Linked DNA regions of Mus musculus: region 2 is linked to region 1. The links are chromatin contacts, called in public promoter capture Hi-C maps. All regions are on one chromosome and are shown on one strand. The core of a region is the stretch at or near the end of the contact, and the rest is flanking DNA. Distances in the headings are between cores, read along the strand shown.

What was found. Capture Hi-C pulls out chosen DNA fragments and counts their contacts.
Region 2: a contact with region 1 is called in a promoter capture Hi-C map of liver. The contact joins two enhancer-like sites. A contact is called at or near these places in 4 of 9 other capture datasets (adipose tissue, embryonic stem cells, liver and 1 more).

What each region holds. Positions count from the first base shown.
Region 1 is chr11:104,405,472-104,409,256 of GRCm38.p6, reverse strand. All of the region lies in intron 2 of Kansl1 (KAT8 regulatory NSL complex subunit 1), which reads left to right. Among named protein-coding and RNA genes, the nearest start is that of Kansl1, 35 kb to the left of the region's middle. Within about 2 kb of position 1,621, at least 4 of the 459 cell types and tissues checked have an H3K27ac peak or open chromatin away from gene starts, as enhancers often do. A contact at or near this core is called in liver, where this site is marked.
Region 2 is chr11:104,509,105-104,512,889 of GRCm38.p6, reverse strand. Cdc27 (cell division cycle 27) reads left to right here. Exons shown (of 19, transcript NM_145436.2): 16 at 2,591-2,719. Among named protein-coding and RNA genes, the nearest start is that of Cdc27, 40 kb to the left of the region's middle. Within about 2 kb of position 1,614, at least 8 of the 459 cell types and tissues checked have an H3K27ac peak or open chromatin away from gene starts, as enhancers often do. A contact at or near this core is called in liver, where this site is marked.

The DNA.
Region 1 (3,785 bases), core at 372-2,871:
GCATACCACATGGATACAGTGTTTGAAGAAGTCAGAAGAGATCATAGCAACCTGCTCTTGGAACTAGAGATAACACCCAATTGTGAACTGCCATATGGGTGTTTGGAACTCAATCAAGCATCCATGTTGTAATAACAAAGCCGTCTAGACGAATCTGATGCACGTTTTGAAAACCATCTTTTAAAGGCAAAAAAAGAGGATACCATTTATATCTTTTGTGTTATTTAAAACTCTTAAGGGAGCCGGGCGTGCTGGCCTTTAATCCCAGCACTTGGGAGGCAGAGGCAGGCAGATTTCTGAGTTCAAGGCCAACCTGGTCTACAGAGTGACTTCCAGGACAGCCAGGGGCTATACAGAGAAACCCTGTCTCGGAAAAAAAAAAAAAAAAAAAAAAAACAGAACAAAACAAAAAAACTTTTAAGGGGCGTGGCCCGTGGTGATGCCCTGGGAATAAACCCATCCATCCCCCTGCGGGGGTGGGGGGAACCTCTTAAATTCAGAAGGAAGAGTATTGTAGGTTTCACGGTTGCTCTAAAGGCTAGGATCATTCTTCATCTCTTATGCAACAAAGGTAATAAGCTGTCTAATAAGTTAGAGTAGTGTCAAAAAAATGCTGTGTGGCTTGCCACTTAAGTTGTCCTTCCGTGTGCTTAATTCATGCTCTCTGCCTCATTATTTTGAGGTTTGATTGTTTTTACTATCTTTGTGTATTGGTGTTTTGTTCTGCCTGGTTATATATGTACCACATACATGTGATGCCCACAGAGACCAGAATGAGCACGGGGTCCTATGAAACCGCTACTTAGTGCTGGGACTGGATCAGTTCTTCTGGAAGAGCAGCAGATGCGGTACTCATAACCAAACTGAGCCATCAACAACCCCAAGAACATATTTTCATTCCCACACTGGTTCAGATCCTATTAGAGAAAGAATTTACATGGTGATACTTAAGTGTTTGTGGTGTTTGGGCAGTTGAAATATTTAAAAAGGATTATGTAGGTGGGACTGGGGGGTCTAGAGGGATATGCACTATACCACACTGACTGTATTTCACCTATTTATTTCACCTTTTAGATCAAGTGAGAAAAATACTTCATGTTTGTAAAAACGGCCTTATTGAAAAGAATTCATATATAGTTCACTGTCCTCTCTTTTGTTTTCTTTGAGATAGTATAGCCCAGGCTGTACATTGCCAAATACTGACTTTAAAAACAAAAAAAAAAAAAACAAAAAAAAACAAAACTATTTGCTCATGTCCAAATCATTACCCCACCCCCTCTCCTTTCTGAATTCCAGGGATAGAACTCAAATTGTCAAGTGTGGTGGCAAGTACCTTTCCTTGCTGTCTCTCAAGTCACATTCACTCTTCTTTCACTCACTCACTCGGAGACAGCTTAGCCTAAAACTCAGGATTCTTTTGCCCATTCTCTTGGGTACTGGAATTATAGGCATGTACCACCATGCCAGGCTGGTTATTATTTTTTAAAATTGATGTGTGACTATAATTCATGTCATATCACCTTTCAAAATGCATAATAGGGGCTAGCGAGGTATCTCAGTGGGCAAAGGCATTTATTCCTAAGCCTAAATGGCCTGAGTTTGATTCCCCAGGACCTACGTGGAGGAGATCCAAATCCTGCAAACAATTGCCCTTTGATCTCAACACACATCCACAAATCCCTCTGCCTTAGCAAATAAATGTTTAACACACAGTTTATTTTTATTTGCAAAGTTTTATAACTCTGCAACAATTGCAATGTTCTAGAAGATTCACAATGTTCTAGAAGATTTCACTATTTGTAAATAAACATCATATTCCAGTAAGCAAAGCAGTGTTCTTTCTCCACTTCCCTTGGGCCATGATTGATTTTCTGTCTGAATAGATTTGCTTCTAGACATTTCACACAAATGGAATGATGGTACTATCCTTTGCTGCCTAGTTATTTTCATCTGGCATGGTTCTTTTAACAGTTATGAATAATATTGACTATATTAGTACTTAATTATTTACTGTTTTTTTTGTAGTTTGAGACAGGGTCTCATTGCATGACCTTGGCTGGTCTGGAACTCTATATAAACCAGTAAATCATAGAACTCTGCCTGCCCCTGCCTCCTGAATGCTGGGATTTAAGGCATGTGCTACCACAGCCAGCTACTTTTTGATCCAAGAGTACTTCAGTATGTGGTTCTGCCACATTTTGTTTGTTCATCTTTTGATATGCTTTGACATATTTCCACCTTTGTCTATACAAACAATATTGATATGACAATTCATATACAGTGTGAACATGTTTCTGTTTGTGCTTGTACCTAGGAGTACAATTAATTATGAATTGTAGAGTAAGTTGTGTTTAACTTTTAAAAACTGTATTCTGAAGCTGTTCTATCATTTTACATTCTGATTAACTGTGAATGCGAATCCCAGTTTCTGCACACCCTTTACACTGCTAATCTACTGTCTGCTGTGCTAGCAGCTATGAGGAGACTAGTACAGAGTAGGATGTTTAGATCAAGACAAAATAGCCAGGGCTGGAGAGATGGCTCAGGGGTTAAGAGCACTGACTGCTCTTCTGAAGGTCCTGAGTTCAAATTCCAGCAACCACATGGTGGCTCACAACCATTCGTAATGACATCTGACAACCTCTTCTAATATGTCTGAAGACAGCTACAGTGTACTTAGATATAGTAATGAATAAATCTTTAAAAAAAAAAAAGACAAAATAGCCTAACCACATTTCTAAAAATGCATGCTCATTACGCAGCAATACTTACTGTAGTTCATCTGTTTTTCCTTGTCCTTTTTGCCTTTTGTGTCCTGAGAGAGTTTTGCCTAGCATAAGGTCATGAGAAATTTGTGCTTTATGTTCTCTTCCAGGAAGTTTGGAGATTAATGTTTTTAACTTATCTAGGTCTATGATTCATGTTGAGTTTGTTGAATGTGTATTAAAAATACTTTCTTCTTTTGCAAGTGTTTCAGAGTAGAAATTACTGTTGAGGCATAAATTTTAAAATTGAGGGTGGTTGTATGAGCCTTATATTTCAAGGAAACCCTTATCAACAAAATTGCCTGTTTTCTAGGACTACCTCAAAATGAAGAAGAAATTCTGAATTTTTTTTAATTTCTTTTTTAATATTACTCTCTTAAATGTATTATAGACTCTTTATGTGTGTGGCCAATTCAAGATCTTACCTATCTTGCATTGACCTGATTCATTTAAGTTGCTATGGGAGATTTTTACTTGAATACTTTTTAAAAATTGAGTTCATTTTTATTGTATTTTGGACAGTGTTTTCTAAGAATCATTTCCATTGAAGAGTTAGTTTGCAAAGTCAAAAGATGTATACAAGACAGGAGAAAAGGAAGGAAGTTCACATCGCCTATTCTTAGTATTATGATTTTAAATTTTAAGTGGTATAAGGTGTCTGCATGTGTGGAGGTCAGAAGACAACTTTGGAGTTAGAGCTCTTATCAGTTTGGGGATGAAGTTCATGTTACCAGGTTTGTATGCTAAGCTTTTTACTCACTGAGTTCTACCAGCAGCCCAGGATTTATGTTTTTATTATATATATTAAACACATACATTTTTACAGGTGGGAAAATATGTACTAGATGCATGACTTAGAAAGGTTACACAGAGCCGGGCAGTGGTGGCGCACACCTTTAATCCCAGCACTCAGGAGGCAGAGGCAGGCGGATTTCTGAGTTCAAGGACAGCTGGAAACCCTGTCTCAAAAAACCAAAAAGAAAAAAGAAAAGAAAAGAAAGGTTACACAGTTTATTAATA
Region 2 (3,785 bases), core at 365-2,864, 100 kb before region 1:
TGTAAACATTGCTGTTACCTCCCTATTAAGAGTTTAGGTGACTTAATGGTTGCTGCCTTGGAGAGTCAACTGTCTTGTTACTGAAGCAGGGTCTCAAGAGTCTTTGCAGCTTAGCCAGAGCCTTCGACTTATCGTGGGGAAATCTGCCTCTGCCTCATGGGGCTCAGGAGCCATAGATTTAGTCTTAAAACTGAGCACCCTCCCACCTACAGCCTAACACTTCTTAGAGGGAGGAGGAGGAGCAGGTGACTCACACTGAAGGTCATTCTCATCAAACAAAGCAAGTTTAAGGCCAGCTCGGAGCTACTGTGAGGCTCCAGATCCAGAGAGGAGGAGCTGGGGGAAGTCCCTGTGTTTGTATACTCTTTCTATTTGTTTTTTGTTTTGTTTTGGTGTGTGTGTGTGTGTGTGTCTCAGATGATGTTTTGTTTCGTTACTTAACTGATGCCCAGAGAAGCCAAAGGCATCAGGTCTCCTGAAGCTGGAGTTATAGACAGTTGTGAGCCACCTGACATGAGTGCTGGGACCAAACAAGCTGCACTTAGACAAAAGCATTGACCGTCTTTCCAGTGACTCATTTTGGGTTTTGTTTTGTTTTGAGACAGTTTTACATACTCCAGGCTGTAAGGTGTAATTGAGTGACACGGGATTCATGAACAAGTTCTTTGAACACAGGTTAATATTTAGAGGGTCATAATAATCCTTTAAAAGTGTGTTATCTGCTTTTCTTGTGAAGGGTAAAACCAAGTTTTACTTTTAGACTTCATGGTAATTATCTGCTGTAAAGATCAAATCATGGGGCTGGAGAAGTGGCTCAGTGGTTAAGCAGAGGACCCAAGTTTGGTACCTAGCATCTACTTCAGGCAGCTCACAACCGCCTGTAATTCCAGCTCCACACACACACACACACACACACACACACACACACACACACACACACACACACACACACACACACACACACACACACACAAGTAATTCAGAATCAATCTTTTTTAAAATATTGAATCATGAGTATCATCCTCGGCTTCCACTGGTGGGTTAGAAGTCTGAGGACCTAGGTTTTAATCCTGTAAGAAATTATTTAACATCTCTGGAGTTCAGGATGGTTTTTCGAGACAGGGTTTCTCTGTATAGCTCTGGCTGTCCTGGAACTCACTCTGTAGACCAGGCTGGCCTCGAACTCAGAGATCCGCCTGCCTCTGCCTTCCAAGTGCTGGGATTAAAGGCGTGCGCCACCACCGCCCGGCACAGGATGCTTTTTTAAAAAATTATTTTTTGGGGGGAGAGTCAGGGGACAGTCACATTGGTTCTTGTTCTACCTTACATGGGTGCATGGGTTCTGGGAATTGAACTATGATTAAGGTCTTCACCCACAGATGAGTTTTTCTGGCCCTCAGTGCTCTTTGAAATGGAGCACTTGCTAGACTTAGAAAAAATTACAGATAATATGTTAATCACTTTGTGTCTAATCTTTCTGTTGCTGTGATAAAATACCAAGACCAAGGCAACTTGGAAAGTGTTTAATTTGGCTACAGTTTCAGGGGATTAAAGTTCAGGGTGGTGGAGCAAAGGAACAAAAGAAACTGGGATGGACTGGTCTTTTGAAACCTCTAAGCCTGCCCTCAGTGACACCCCCTCCAACAAGACCAGGTCTCCCAATCCTATCCAAACAGCCCTACCAGTACTCAAACATGAATCGTTCTTGTTCTAAACAACACAGGTAGTAATGAATTACTTAGGACACTTAAACCCCTGTAGACAATCCAGTTAGATTACACAGCCTGATTGCTAAAAGTTTTATCTTCAAAACTTAGATATAGACTTGTAAGCTCTTTAAGTTAGGACAGATGATAGAGTGCTTTATTTGACAATTATAATGGACTGGATGTTAATTATATATTATAGTTTGTTATCTATACAATTGTTATGGTTATGTTCAATTTATATCTAAGAGAAGAGGTTTTTGGGTTTGTTTTTTAATTTGGACAGAAAAAGTGAGATAGATTCTAATGCTTGTCTTATTTTGGCTCCCAAAAAGCTGTGCTTCCAGCCCTGAGAGTCACTGCCCCCTGCTGGCTTCAGTTGATAATAAAGAATTGCCATACATCCAATGGCTGGGCTGGAAGACAGAGGCAGGACTTTTAGATTCCACAGGCAAGGGGCTGGGAGAAAGAGAGGAGAGAATCACAGGGCAGGAGAAAAATGAAACTTAAGGGCCTGCCGACGTGCAAGAATCCAGGAAAGTGGCCCTAGAGGTCACTTCCCCAGGTGGGTCTGAGGTAGCAGAGGTGAAATATAGATTTTAAAAGATATTAACTCGGGAATACCGGAGGGCGGCGTTTGCTAGCCTCAGGGAAATTTAGAAGTGCCATTGAGCTTCTAGCCATTAAGCTTCAAGCCATTGACTAACCCTTGAGCTGGCTAGTCAAGGCATATCAAATGAACTGTGTCTTTCATTTGAGAATCCAGAGGGCTCTGACAGGTGGCTACAAGAGCGACCTGCTGGGAGCCAAAGCCAATTCTTCGCCACAGGTTTAAATTATCGGCTTTCTTCATTAATATCAAGACGAGTCTTTATTTCTTACAGGTTCAGCATGCACTAAAGAAGTCTGAGAAGGCTTTGGATACCCTAAACAAAGCCATTGTTATCGATCCCAAGAACCCTCTATGCAAATTTCACAGAGCCTCGGTTTTATTTGCAAATGAAAAATACAAGGTGAGATTTATATCAGTTTCTTCCACACTGTATTATGTCTCTTTAAAAAAAAAACAAAAACAGTCTGAAGAGATGGCTCAGCAGTTAAGAGCATTGACCCTTCTAGAGGTCCTGAGTTCAAATCCCAGCAACCACTTGGTGGCTCACAACCATCTGTAATGAGATCTGACACCCTCTTCTGGTGTGTCTGAAGCAGTTTCAGTGTACTCACATATAATAAATAAGTCTTTAAAAAAAAAATAAAACAAACTTCAAGGCCAGCCTGGCTTACATAGTGAGTTCCTAGATAGCCAGGGCTACATAGAGAGATCTTGTCTCAAAAAAAACAAAAATTAAAAGCCACATGTTATTAATGTGGGGGATTTTTATTTTTGGAAACTGTTTCCTATTTTTTAAAGGCCATGGGGTGGGGTGTAGTTTCATTTTTTTTCATGAATTGCTCCTATGAAATGAGGTATAATTCTAACACTTGGGAGGCTCAGACAGGAATATTGCCATTAAGTTTACTTTAGCTGCAGAGTGGTCCGGATCCATTTTAAGCTACAGAGTGATATTCTGTCTCAAAAAACAAAGTAGCAGTGCCACCCAGAGAGGACTGGTGTGGGGTTCAGACATGTGTATGGAGTCCATGGCTAGTAAGGCTCTTTTATGCACCACAGAATTGTCTTAAAGACTTGAAGCATCCTCCTAGCATGCTCACTGTCACTCTGGGAGGTGTCAGCTCAGTGATGGGTGTTTGTCCTGAATGCACAAGGCTCTGGCTGCAAGTCACCGCTTCCAAAAAGAGGGAAGAAAAGATATTTATTGAGTATCTGCTATCTGTCAGGTACTAGGAAAACAGTGGTAAATAATGCCATCACATTTCCTGCCTTAAGAATTTTAATATAGTACCCCTTAAAGTGTGGAAAATAAATACAAAGAAAATTGAGTGACAAAAAGATATGAAGTGACATGAATTTTTTTGATAATTTATTCAATCATAAATGATGAACATATAAATTTATTTATTTGAATCTCCGTTTCCTGTTTGAATAAATTTAGATTCTTACTAAATAAAGAGGAGTAA